Regions from separate parts of the Mus musculus genome. Here all the other regions are linked to region 3. The links are chromatin contacts, called in public Hi-C and HiChIP or PLAC-seq maps. All regions are on one chromosome and are shown on one strand. Each heading gives the region's core, a stretch centred on a gene start, on an enhancer-like site or on the middle of the called end of the contact. The rest is flanking DNA. Distances are from core to core; before and after follow the strand shown.

Region 1 (3,582 bases), core at 388-2,887, 130 kb before region 3:
TAACTGTAAGAGAGTGTTATACCCTGGATGGCGTCCTGCTCCTAGGAAGATGTTGTGCCTTTGGGAGGATATCCTAGCCCTGGGAGACATCTCATCCCTGAGAGGGTATTCTGGCCCTGAGGAAGATATCCTCATCTTGGGAGGGTGTCCTGTCCCTGGAAGGGTGTGTCATCCTTAAAGAAGGAGCCCTGGCCCTGGGAGGGTTCTAAATACTGACAGTGCTAGTGTGCTGTTGTTGTTGTTGTTGTTACTTGCCTAGTTACTTCTGAGGCTTTCCCCTGGCAGGTGTAGTGGTAGGCAATGGGACAAGTAGTGGCCACTAGTCCCCTTCTTGGTAGTAGTCAGAAAGAACTGCAGGAGCTACCAACCCTGGACCTCTCGTGGCTGATAGCCTTAATCTAAGTGCTGTCAAAGACACATCAACCAGAGGCCGGGCGTGGTGGTGCACGCCTTTAATCCCAGCACTTGGGAGGCAGAGGCAGTCAGATTTCTGAGTTCGAGGCCAGCCTGGTCTACAGAGTGAGTTCCAGGACAGCCAGGGCTATGCAGAGAAACCCTGTCTCAAAAAAAACCAAACCAAACCAAACCAAACCAACCAACTAAACAAACAAAAAGACACGTCACCCAGGACCTTATCACCTCAACAAACCAGCCAGCACCAGATACCATGTAACACCAGGTAGGAACACCATGTAACGCCAGTTTGGTAGCCCTGTGCCCCAGTCTGTTCACAGCCTACCTCCATTGGAACAAGAGTATAGTGTCTCCTTCAGGGCAGTTCATATTGTCCCCATACCCCCAGAGCTTTGTGGGACAACTCCTTTCTTCAGTTGTGAGAGGCCCAGGAGCAGGCTTGACAGGGCAACGTGGACCCAACAGGTCTGGCATTGTCCATGTTTGGAAAAATGACACTCCTGATACCCCTGCATCCTCCTGGAGGCCCCCAGAGAGCCACGCTGGGGCTGCCCAGCCCTGCCTACATATTTGGAAGGGCCGTTGCAGCCCCAGCCAACTCCTCATGTTCTCTGGCTGAGCCGAAAGCCAGCATGTTCTTCCAAGCCTGGAAACTCCCAGAAAGAGGGAAGCTGGCCTCACTGTACGGAACAGAGCCATCTTGAGGTTGGCCCAGGAATGGCCCTTGTCCTCCAGCAAATGTCCAAAGAAACACCACACTGTCTACTCTGCCTGAAGGAACAACCAGTCACGGGCAAGCAGAACCAGGGAACACACACAAGTGGGTCTGGGACAGGCCTGGGGCAAACCAGTTAGAGGAACTTTTAATTTGTGAGTTAATCCAGACCATTAGGTCAATGCTGCTGAGGATGAAAAGGGAAACTGAGTCCCACAGTCTAACCAATTAGCTCCTCGGAAGTGATTAAGCTGGCCTTGGTCTCCTGGCTCCTCTCTTTCAGTCTCAGTGTCTCAGAAAGCCCACTGCCACATCAGGGGGCCTGGGGCTCAGAAGGTTACCCCCAACTCCACAGCAGGATGGATGGAATGTATGTCCCTACTTCAGTCCCTGGGCACAGGCCTCCTGGAGTTGATATAACTGCTGAGGTCACTGTCTTAGGAGAGCACTCACTGCTGGCCCTAGCGGTGGGAAAGGAAGCAGCCAGGCCTGTCCTGAGTCAGCCCATCTGGTTTTCTTCTCTGGCCAGGAGTCTAAAGGAGCCTGGGCCTGCCCCAGCCCAGAAGCTTCCAAGATGCTCTGCAGGCCAAGGCAGGCCCCTCCCACTCCCCAGGCAGGACCAAGAGTCAGCCACTTGCCGGCTGGGGCTCTGAGCCATATTGACCTCTCAGGACCTCCTTGCTCTGAGATATGAAAGAGACCATGAGGATCTTAAGCACAGAGAATCTCCACCCATGGCAGCCCAGGGAACCACTAGCCCAAGCTGCCTCCTTCCTGGCACCAGCCCCAGGTCCCTCTGTACAGGCCTGGCTTGGAAAAGTCATATGTAGAAACCTAGGAGCCTCAGTTCCCAGTCCCTTGCCAGATATAGCTTAGACCAGAGCAAAGCCTCCTCCCCTTTCATTCTTTCTTTCCTTCTTTCCTTCTTTCTTTCTTTCTTTCCTTCTTTCCTTCCTTCCTTCCTCCCTCCCTCTCTCCCTCCCTCCCTCCCTCCTTCTCTTCCTCCCTCCCTCCCTCCCTCCCTCCCTCCCTCCCTTCCTTCCTTCCTTCCTTCCTTCTTTCCTCTAGCCCTCTCCCTAACTCCCCTCCCCCATCTTCTGCCTCTCTCTATGGGTGTGTGAATGCTGTTTTTGAGGCAGGGTTTCACTATATAGCCCTGGATACCCTGAAACTCTCTGTATAGACTGGGCTAGCTTCAAACTCACAAAAATCTGCTTATCTCCCCCTGCCTGGAATTTAAGGCATGTGCTACCATGCCCACTCCTCTCCATGTGTTTTTGAGTCAGGTCTCTCTATGTAGTTTAGGCTGGTCTAGAACTTGGGATCTTCCCGACTCTGCCACCCAAGGGCTAGAATTATAGGCATAAGCTATGGTACTCTCAGTCCTAGAGCCTCTCTATCTGCTCCTACAGGCTACCCACTCTTATCAGACCAAAAGACTTGGGGGCTAATGAGGCTAAGTTGAGCAGAAACCAGGGGTTCCAGTGATCATGAGGCTGGGTATAGTGGTATAAGCCTTTTATCCTAGCACTCAGGATGCAGAGGCAGGTGGATCTCTGTGAGTTTGATGCCAGTCTAGTCTACAATAGGAGACTGCTTCAAAACAAACAAGCCAGCAAACAGAGATATAAAGGCCCTGCAGATACCCCCCCCCCCCGGCTTCTGTGAGAGCAGACACCAAGTGCAATGGCCTAATGGCAGCATCCTGCCCTGCCCTTTGCTTCAGGTGCTGTGCTCAGAACACCATGCAGTAAGCACCCCTCCCATTCCTACATCAGCCATCATTCCCCATCTGCGAGGCTCATTAACGGCCTCATGTCCAGAACACTCTTTGGGAGGCCCATTGCCAATGAAAGCCCTGTGCCTTTGAAGTCTCTGGACTCATGCCAGAGCTGTCCACCCCTAGGATCACAGCCCCTGTGTGGCCTCTAAGCTCCACTCAGTGTCAGCAAGAACAATCCAGCCTCTATCAGCTTGTTCCAGCCAAGAACAAGCAGCCCCACAGATCCGCCCCCCCTGGCCCTTAGCTCTCAGCATCCTTGTGTGTGTACTCAGGATAAGAGAAAGGCCTAGTGGGACTCTCTGTAGGTGACCCTGAAGATCATAAGCCCTAGTTACTGGATGCTGCTATCCACATGAGGCGAAGCAGGGGATCACGTGAGCTGTGCCAGTGATGTCAGAGGGGCCTGGCTAATTCAGGGTGTCCTTGCCTTCCACGGTGGCAGGAAGCTGCACCAGCTAGTGTTGCAAATAAAGCAGAGCTGTCCCCGCTGGAGCCTCCTGGTGTGCAGGTGTGAGGGTCCTTTCCTGTGACCCTGAAAAAGCCTGTATGGGATCAGGAGCGCTATCCCCCACTTCATCCTCACTTGGAGAAGTCAAGGCTCCTGGACCACGCAGGAAGAATGTGGGGGCTATATCCAGGCCGTGGTTAGGCCGACTGAGCAGGTATCTTT
Region 2 (3,286 bases), core at 252-2,751, 170 kb before region 3:
TGTATGTAGGAGGCTGCCGGAGTTGGGAGCTAGCCAGGTTGGGTGCTGGTGTGATTCCTTCTCGGCATAGTTATACTCTAAGAACAGGCTCTATTCCACTGATTAGCCATCCAGCATCCTTCATGTGAGCAGCGGTGACATGACAACCAGCTCTTTCTCCATTATCCTTTCTTCATCAGGGCTGACCATCAGTTGCCATGTGCTGAGGCCAGCTGTCACTGTTCTGATACTGAACAGCCTGGATGGGGAACAACATGAAGGATCTGTGGGCAGAGGCCTCAAGAAATAGAGTCCCAAGCATGCACAAGGAACTCTTTTCTGTCACTTGCCTCCCCAACCCCAATCCCTGCCTAAACTCCTCCTCCTCCTCCTCCTCCTCCCCACCCCCACCAAGCTTCTACTCCCCATGCATCTCTAGGATGCAGCCAGGAAATGCCCTTTACTGCTTGCTCAGACTGCCCTGGAGGCTGTGGGTTGCTGGGACTGTGGCCTAGCAATGTGGGACAGAATGAAGCTGGGCAGAGGCCTGGAGAGCAGAACTGTTGACCCCAGGACAGATCTGGTTTGGCCCTGCACTCCTGGGGCCACCTTAGCTACTTCTGTGTGCTCTTGCCTCTGGCCTCGAAGTGTGGGTCTCTCTCATGGCTAAGGAGGAGCTGGGAAGAGACAATGACAGAGTCATCCCTGTGGGCTGGACCCATGGTCACAACATGGGTCCCACATCAAGCCTGGAGCCCTGTACTACAAGGGCATAGTCCCCCAACTAGTTCCTGGTCTCTGTCCACTGAGCAGAAGGCCCCAAGGCTGGATACTTTCAGATGCAGCCTGGTGGTGCCACACCCTCGTGTGATCTCTGCAGGGCCTCTTTTACTCTGAGGTAACCACTGTTGGTGGTAAAGAATTAGTAAAAGAAGATAAAAGTATATGGGCTCCTCCCATATGTGCTTCTGCTCTTCTTCCCAGAGAGTCTTTCTGGCATTCACAGATGTTTGCTCTTCAGACTTGGCTTCCTGCCATCAAGAAGCTCTGCCTGGCTCTCCCTTCCATGTTCCCTGTGTCTCCCCATGTCCTGAGATTCCCCCTGCATGCCCTAGGCTCCTCATAGTTGCCTGGTGTTTAGTGGCAACTTGTCCCTCTGGACACTGAAGAAGGAGCAATGGCCTGGATAGATTAACCCCCATGGGAGCTTCCCCTACCCTGACCCTCTCTGCCTGAAGGAGTGAGCCAGGAAGAGGAGAGGTGCACACAGCAGGGACACACACACACACACACACACACACACACACACACACAGAGGTAGGGATGGGCTGTCTGGATGGCTAGGTTGAGCCTGCCCCTGACTGAGAGTGGTCATCACCTGTTCAGGAAGGCTAAGCTGTTTTGTGCCCCAGAAACCTAAAGAAGCTTCCAGAGCTGACCAATGCCCAGCCAGAAGGAGGGGCTGTGGCTGGAGGGGGAGCTGCCCACAGGTCTGATCCAGGACTGACTTCCTCCTCCCACAGCTCTCTGTGGATTCAAGTAAGAGTCTGTGGCTCCTCCTGCTTCTCCTAGGACTATGGCTACTGCTGTCACCAGCCCAGGCTCTCTTCCTGTCTGCCCCCCCTCCGGAGGCGCCAACCAGCCTCTCCCCAGGCTGGTTTATTTTTAGCTCCTGCCCTGCCTGACACTGCCTTGGGTTTTGCACTGGGATCTACAGAAGCTCTTCCTAGGGTGGGCAAGCCCTGGTCACCGTAGGGCACTGGGAGGATTTCCTTCCTTGTGATTCTAGAAGGTGGCAGAAAGAGTGGCCACCTGGCCTTCCTGGCCAACGGAGAGATGGAGCCTAGGAATGGGGCCCTGTGAAGCCCACAGAAGAACAGGATCATTGTCCACAGCTAGAGGGGACTGTGGTGTCTGGGGAGCTGGAAGGCGTAGGTGGGAATTAGAAGTTGGGACCATAGAGGTCTGAGGCTGGACACTAGGACAGAGAGGTAGCTGCCCATAGAAGTAGGGTCATGTGGTGACTTGACTATAAAGGAGACATGTTAGCAAGGCACTTGGTGGTACTGATGGGGCAGTCACAGGTGGTAGGAAAGAGGAGGGGCTAGGACAGAGGGGCCTGGGATGTCCAGGGTTTCTGGAGCATAGGACTGGCTCCCCATGTCCCCAGATGACCTTGCAGAGGGTCCTATCCTTGCACAGGAGTGAGTTTGTGAGATGCACACACGCAGGGCCTATGAGTCATACAGCTCCCCTAGAAGGTCCCTGGGAAGCCACAGAGAGCATGCCCACCTTCTTCAGTCTTGCATGGAATGGGAAGACCAGAATCCAGCACGTGACACAGGCAGTGAGGACATTAGCCTGAGCAGACCCTGTCGAGTCTGAATCTTTCCTGCTACCCACTCACCACAGAGGCCCACCCTGACTGTTCATCTGAGGGGCTTGTTGAGAGGCTGGTACAATGGGTGGGTTTTATTTGTGTGTTCACAGACAGACACATACAACACGATAGCCTACTTGAGGACATCATCATATCCTACGATGGAAAAGCCACATCTTTAAACTGTGCTATCCCCGGAGCCTCATGACCTCTGACTTCTGCCTGAGGAGCCATCCTATCCTGGGCATCCATGCCCTGTGTCCCTGGAGTCCCGCCGTATGTGGTTTGCCCCTTCTTTCACTGAGTGTGTTACCAAGGTTTGTGTTGGCAGTATGCATTCCTGCTCCATCCTTTCTAAGGCTGAATAAGGTTCTGCCACATGGATGAGTCACGTTTTGCACTATTCTTGTTGTCTTGGGTTGTTGTTTTTCTGAAGCAATGGGAGTTGAACCCAGGGCCATGCACAAGCTGGGAAAGCCCTTTATCTGTGACCCACCTCCACAACACCCCATTTTCTGACCCAGTAGCACCTAGATCTTGCACCGCTGTGAGTAAAGCTACCGAGAACATGAGTGCTCTGGTTTCTGTGTGGACACGGGTTTGTATGTGGCCTCTGGGTCCTATGGGTCACAGATTGGGATCATTTTCAGGTAGGAGCCATAATGGTGACTTACAGTGACAGGTGAGACACACACAGACAGACACACACACAGACACACACAGAGACATACACACACAGACACACACACATACACACACACACATACACACACATACACACATACAGACACACACACACAGACACACACACACACACACAGACACACACACACACACAGACACACACACACACCAGCTCTGTTAAAAGAAGGAAGGACTGAGCTGTACTTTAGCTCCAAGACCACACCTGGGCTTCCTCTCTCCTGA
Region 3 (3,659 bases), core at 332-2,831:
GAGCAGCCAGTGTTCTTCATTGCTGAGCCATCTCTCCAACCCCTTATATTTATTGTTCTTACTAGAGGGTCTCTCACTGTCTGGGGCTCCGGGATTAGGCTAGACTGGCTGGTTTGTGAGCCATAGGGATCTGCTGTCTCAGTGTCCCCAGCACTAGGGTTTACACGCTGGCCACACTGAGCTGTTACATGGGTCCTGGGTCTTGAACTCAGGTCCTCAAGCTTGCATGGGAAACCCTCTACAGGATAAGCTACTTCCCTAGCCCAGCCCTGCTCTGTTTAAGATCTCTATCTCTCTGTGGTTCAGTCAGTCTGGGACATTCCTGTTGACATTTCTCTATGATTACTGGCCTCTCCTCTGTGGCTGGGTCTCCAGTGAGCCTGGCAGAGGCCATCATTTCTTCTGCTGCAGTGCCTGACTTCTGGCTACATCATTTTGTCATATAGTCCAAATGTCAGATTTGTTCTCCAGACATCCATTCTCCCCTTAAGAGTCCTTAGTGTGTGTGTGTTTCCATCGTTTCAGATGTGTGTCATAGCTGAGGTCACTTCTGATGTGTGTTTTATGTCTTCGGGCTTTTCTTGTCTTTTGCAAACTCTGTGAGTTTTGCCGGAATGCAGACATGGCATGTGAGGTGAAGGGAGCTGAGGTGGATTGGCCTCTGGAGCTGGCTGATTCTGATGTGTTTTGGGGCCACAGCAGAGGGTTCACATCTCTCCAATGCTGTGTCTGTGTCGCTTTCTTCAGATGCCTTTGGTGTCTCTGAGTCTCCAAAGAGGCTGTCACTGTTCTGCCTCTCTGTCACAGCTTGCAATTGTGGTGCAGCAATCAGGCGGGAGAATCTGCAGTCTGTGATCACCCCCCCTCCCCCACCCCCGGCTCTGTGCCCGGACTTTCCTCCTCCACATCTGCCTTGCTCTTCCTAGGTGAGGTGGAAGGCTTTGTGAGGAAGGAGCCCTTGCCGGTGGGCTAGGAATTAAAATCCTGATCCCTGGGGTAGGCTCTGGGGATGCTCAGGGTACAGTTCACCTCATTGCTTCTATATCCTTCTCAGGGCCTGCAAGGATCTTTCCTGCCTCTTTACTGAGAACCTGAAAGGTTACCCGAGGTAAAGTCCACAGTATATGGAATGCCCAGTTGTGTTTTAAATATGAAGCCTCTCACAGGTTTGTGTGCTAAAGCCCATTTCTAACTGGTGACACTATTCAGGGGAGGTTCTGAAAACTTGGGGTGATAGGCTCTAGCTGGAGGAAGTAGTTCACTGGGGTAGATCTTTGGGGTAGATCCTGGCCCCTGTCTGTCTCTTTCTCTCTGTCCTGTGCTCCGAGGTGAACTGCAGGCTCCTGCTGCCATGATGTTCTGTCCAAGTACATGGAGGCAAGCAACTGCAAGCCGAATGCTGTGCAACCGCGAGCCAAAACAAACAACCCCCTCTAGGCTGCTTGTCAGATACTTGGTCACAGTAATGGAAAAGTAACCAACACGCCCGTAACACAGTGGCGTGGATTCCCTCCTCACACTAGTCTGCACCCAGGCTCCAGTGGCTTGTACAGATACTATCTGTGCCCTGCTGCCACGGCCCTTCCCAGGGTTGTTGAGGCGAGCTGGTCTTGGCTGTGCTTGTCTTCAGTCTGTGCAGCACTGGAGGCCTCTGCTGGCCCGCTGATACTCACTTGGTTGGCTCCTTCCTCTGAGGACAGGAACAGGACCTTGGGCAAGGAGGACCTTGCTCCTTCTGTGTAGAGCTGTGTTTGGAGCAAACTGTGAAGATGACTGCGTGATTGCCTTTGATAGTGTGGTCAGCTTTGTTTCCCCATAGGAAACTGTGTGTGTTCTTAGTTTCCCAGTGAGTGTGGCATGTGAAGCTGTGACTGCAGCTGGGTGTCTTGGGCATGTGTGTCATGGCCGTGAACGTGCTTGGTTTGAATTGTCCTTGTTTGTGTGTGCTGTGCTTATCCTGTTTATATGTAAATGCTATATTTATTGCATCATAGAACTCAGTTTCCTTTGTCTGTAATCTAGAGCTCTCCAGTCTAATAACATAGCCGCCAGCCCCATATTGTTTAAACAATAAAAATAGCATAAAATACCCAGCCACAGTAGCACATTTCCAGGACAGATCTGGCCATTGCAAATATAGAACATTTCTGTCCTCATAGGAAGATGAGGTCTGTGCTGACTTGCAGTGGGAGAGACTCCTGACTCTGGGCATACTCTACAGTGCTGTATATCTGTGTAGCAATCACCTGACCCAGGTGGCTTTTGAGTTGATGTGTGCACCTGTACTTTTGGGCAAGTGTCTCATGCATGTGGTGTATGTGGGTTTGTGCATAGTTTCTCAGTCTACCCACTCTCTTTCATGTGTGTGTGTGTGTGTGTGTGTGTGTGTGTGTGTGTGTATGTGCTAATGATTCCTTTCTGGCTTATCTAGCAGCTTTTTATACAGCCCGGACTTGGGCCACAGCTTTCGTAGAAGCTGCACACATTTCCTCTCTCTATCACTTCTCTTTTATTGCTGCTTCAGCCACAGTGGTTATTCAGTGTTGGCTACAGCATTCTGAATGCTTTGGTGGTTTTCTTCCTCAGACCTTGAAGAGTTAAAAATGTGAAAGCAGTGCATGGTACTTATAAGAATAAAAGAAAGAGAAAGAAGTAACCACTGCGGGGAGGAAGGACAGCTATTCCAAAATGTGCTGTTTCCTCCATTCCTATTTGGAATGCTGTTGAGAGGATCTGAGGGCTGAGGTGGGAGAGGGGCTCTGCTGCCTGGGACTTGCTGCAGCAGACTTGTCTGAAGGTGGGCTATATTTTGGCCACCCTCCCTCTCTTCCTCCTCACTACCCTTTCTCTGGCTGTGTGGTACAGGCTGGCCTCCAACTTGTAGCTCTTAACTCTCCGACTCCTGAGTACTGGGATCATGTTAGCTTCTTTAAGGTAGAAGCTTCCATGTTGACGGGTGCTATCATAAACCATTATTTTGTGTTCTGGAGGGTATAAGAGGTAGAAGTGTGTGAAGGAGGCCCCAGCGGGGCTTCAGGATGTCTGCCCCACTGCACAGCCAATGGACATGTTTTGTGTCCATATGTTCTTGCCTGCGCTATTATGGTCATTATATATTTTGGGAGAAAATTAGAGGCAAATATTAGGATGTCAGATTGTCATTTCTGCTGTGACTTTGAAGAGACCATGTTTTCTCATACATCTGTAAGAACATGGGAACAATATTAGTAGGGTTGTGGGACTATCTTTATATGCAGAGTTTTTTATTTGAAAAAATTAGAGAGAGACAGTCAGAGAGAAAGAGAGAGAGATGGAGACAGATACAGAGAGACAGAGATGTGCACATGCTGTAATGCAGGTGTGAGGGTTAGAATACAACTTTGTGGAATTGATTCTCTGTCCACCTTTACAGGGGTTTTAGGCATTGAACTCGGGTCACCAGCCTTGTATGCTAAGTATCCTTACCCAGAGAATCAACTTGCTGACCCTTGATACAGAATTTTATTTTATTGTATTTTTGCTTTTCTGAGACATGGTCCCATTCCTGGCTGCCTTGGAACTTGCTATATAGATGAGGCTATCCTTGAACTCCAGAGGTCTTCCTGCTACCGGGTTCTTGACCTGAGTGTTGGGACTAAGGGTGGTCTGACACCTCAGCC

The links. Hi-C and Micro-C count contacts between places; a contact is called where the count stands out from the background. HiChIP or PLAC-seq counts read pairs in DNA pulled down with a chosen protein or histone mark.
Region 1: a contact with region 3 is called in a Hi-C map of the N1E-115 cell line, with 10 times the contacts expected there. The contact joins two enhancer-like sites. A contact is called at or near these places in 1 of 15 datasets of contacts at CTCF or cohesin (the NIH/3T3 cell line), 8 of 484 Hi-C or Micro-C datasets (the HPC-7 cell line, the N1E-115 cell line, beige adipocytes and 5 more), 4 of 115 datasets of contacts at active chromatin or transcription factors (T-cell acute lymphoblastic leukemia, embryonic stem cells, fibro-adipogenic progenitors and 1 more) and 3 of 9 other capture datasets (adipose tissue, liver and pancreatic islet).
Region 2: an HNF4G HiChIP or PLAC-seq map of pancreatic cancer cells shows a contact between it and region 3. The contact joins two enhancer-like sites. A contact is called at or near these places in 1 of 115 datasets of contacts at active chromatin or transcription factors (pancreatic cancer cells) and 2 of 9 other capture datasets (adipose tissue and liver).

What each region holds. Positions count from the first base shown.
Region 1 is chr7:139,307,599-139,311,180 of GRCm38.p6, forward strand. No RefSeq gene overlaps it. Among named protein-coding and RNA genes, the nearest start is that of Gm32486, 12 kb to the left of the region's middle. Within about 2 kb of position 1,638, at least 89 of the 459 cell types and tissues checked have an H3K27ac peak or open chromatin away from gene starts, as enhancers often do. A contact at or near this core is called in the N1E-115 cell line, adipose tissue, beige adipocytes and 1 more, where this site is marked.
Region 2 is chr7:139,271,995-139,275,280 of GRCm38.p6, forward strand. It overlaps Gm32486 (a long non-coding RNA gene), which reads right to left. Exons shown (of 3, transcript XR_880989.2): 3 at 1-238. Among named protein-coding and RNA genes, the nearest start is that of Gm51504, 5.2 kb to the right of the region's middle. Within about 2 kb of position 1,502, at least 164 of the 459 cell types and tissues checked have an H3K27ac peak or open chromatin away from gene starts, as enhancers often do. A contact at or near this core is called in adipose tissue, liver and pancreatic cancer cells, where this site is marked.
Region 3 is chr7:139,440,395-139,444,053 of GRCm38.p6, forward strand. The region is part of intron 1 of Inpp5a (inositol polyphosphate-5-phosphatase A); the gene reads left to right. Among named protein-coding and RNA genes, the nearest start is that of Gm46004, 53 kb to the left of the region's middle. Within about 2 kb of position 1,582, at least 61 of the 459 cell types and tissues checked have an H3K27ac peak or open chromatin away from gene starts, as enhancers often do. A contact at or near this core is called in the N1E-115 cell line, adipose tissue, beige adipocytes and 2 more, where this site is marked.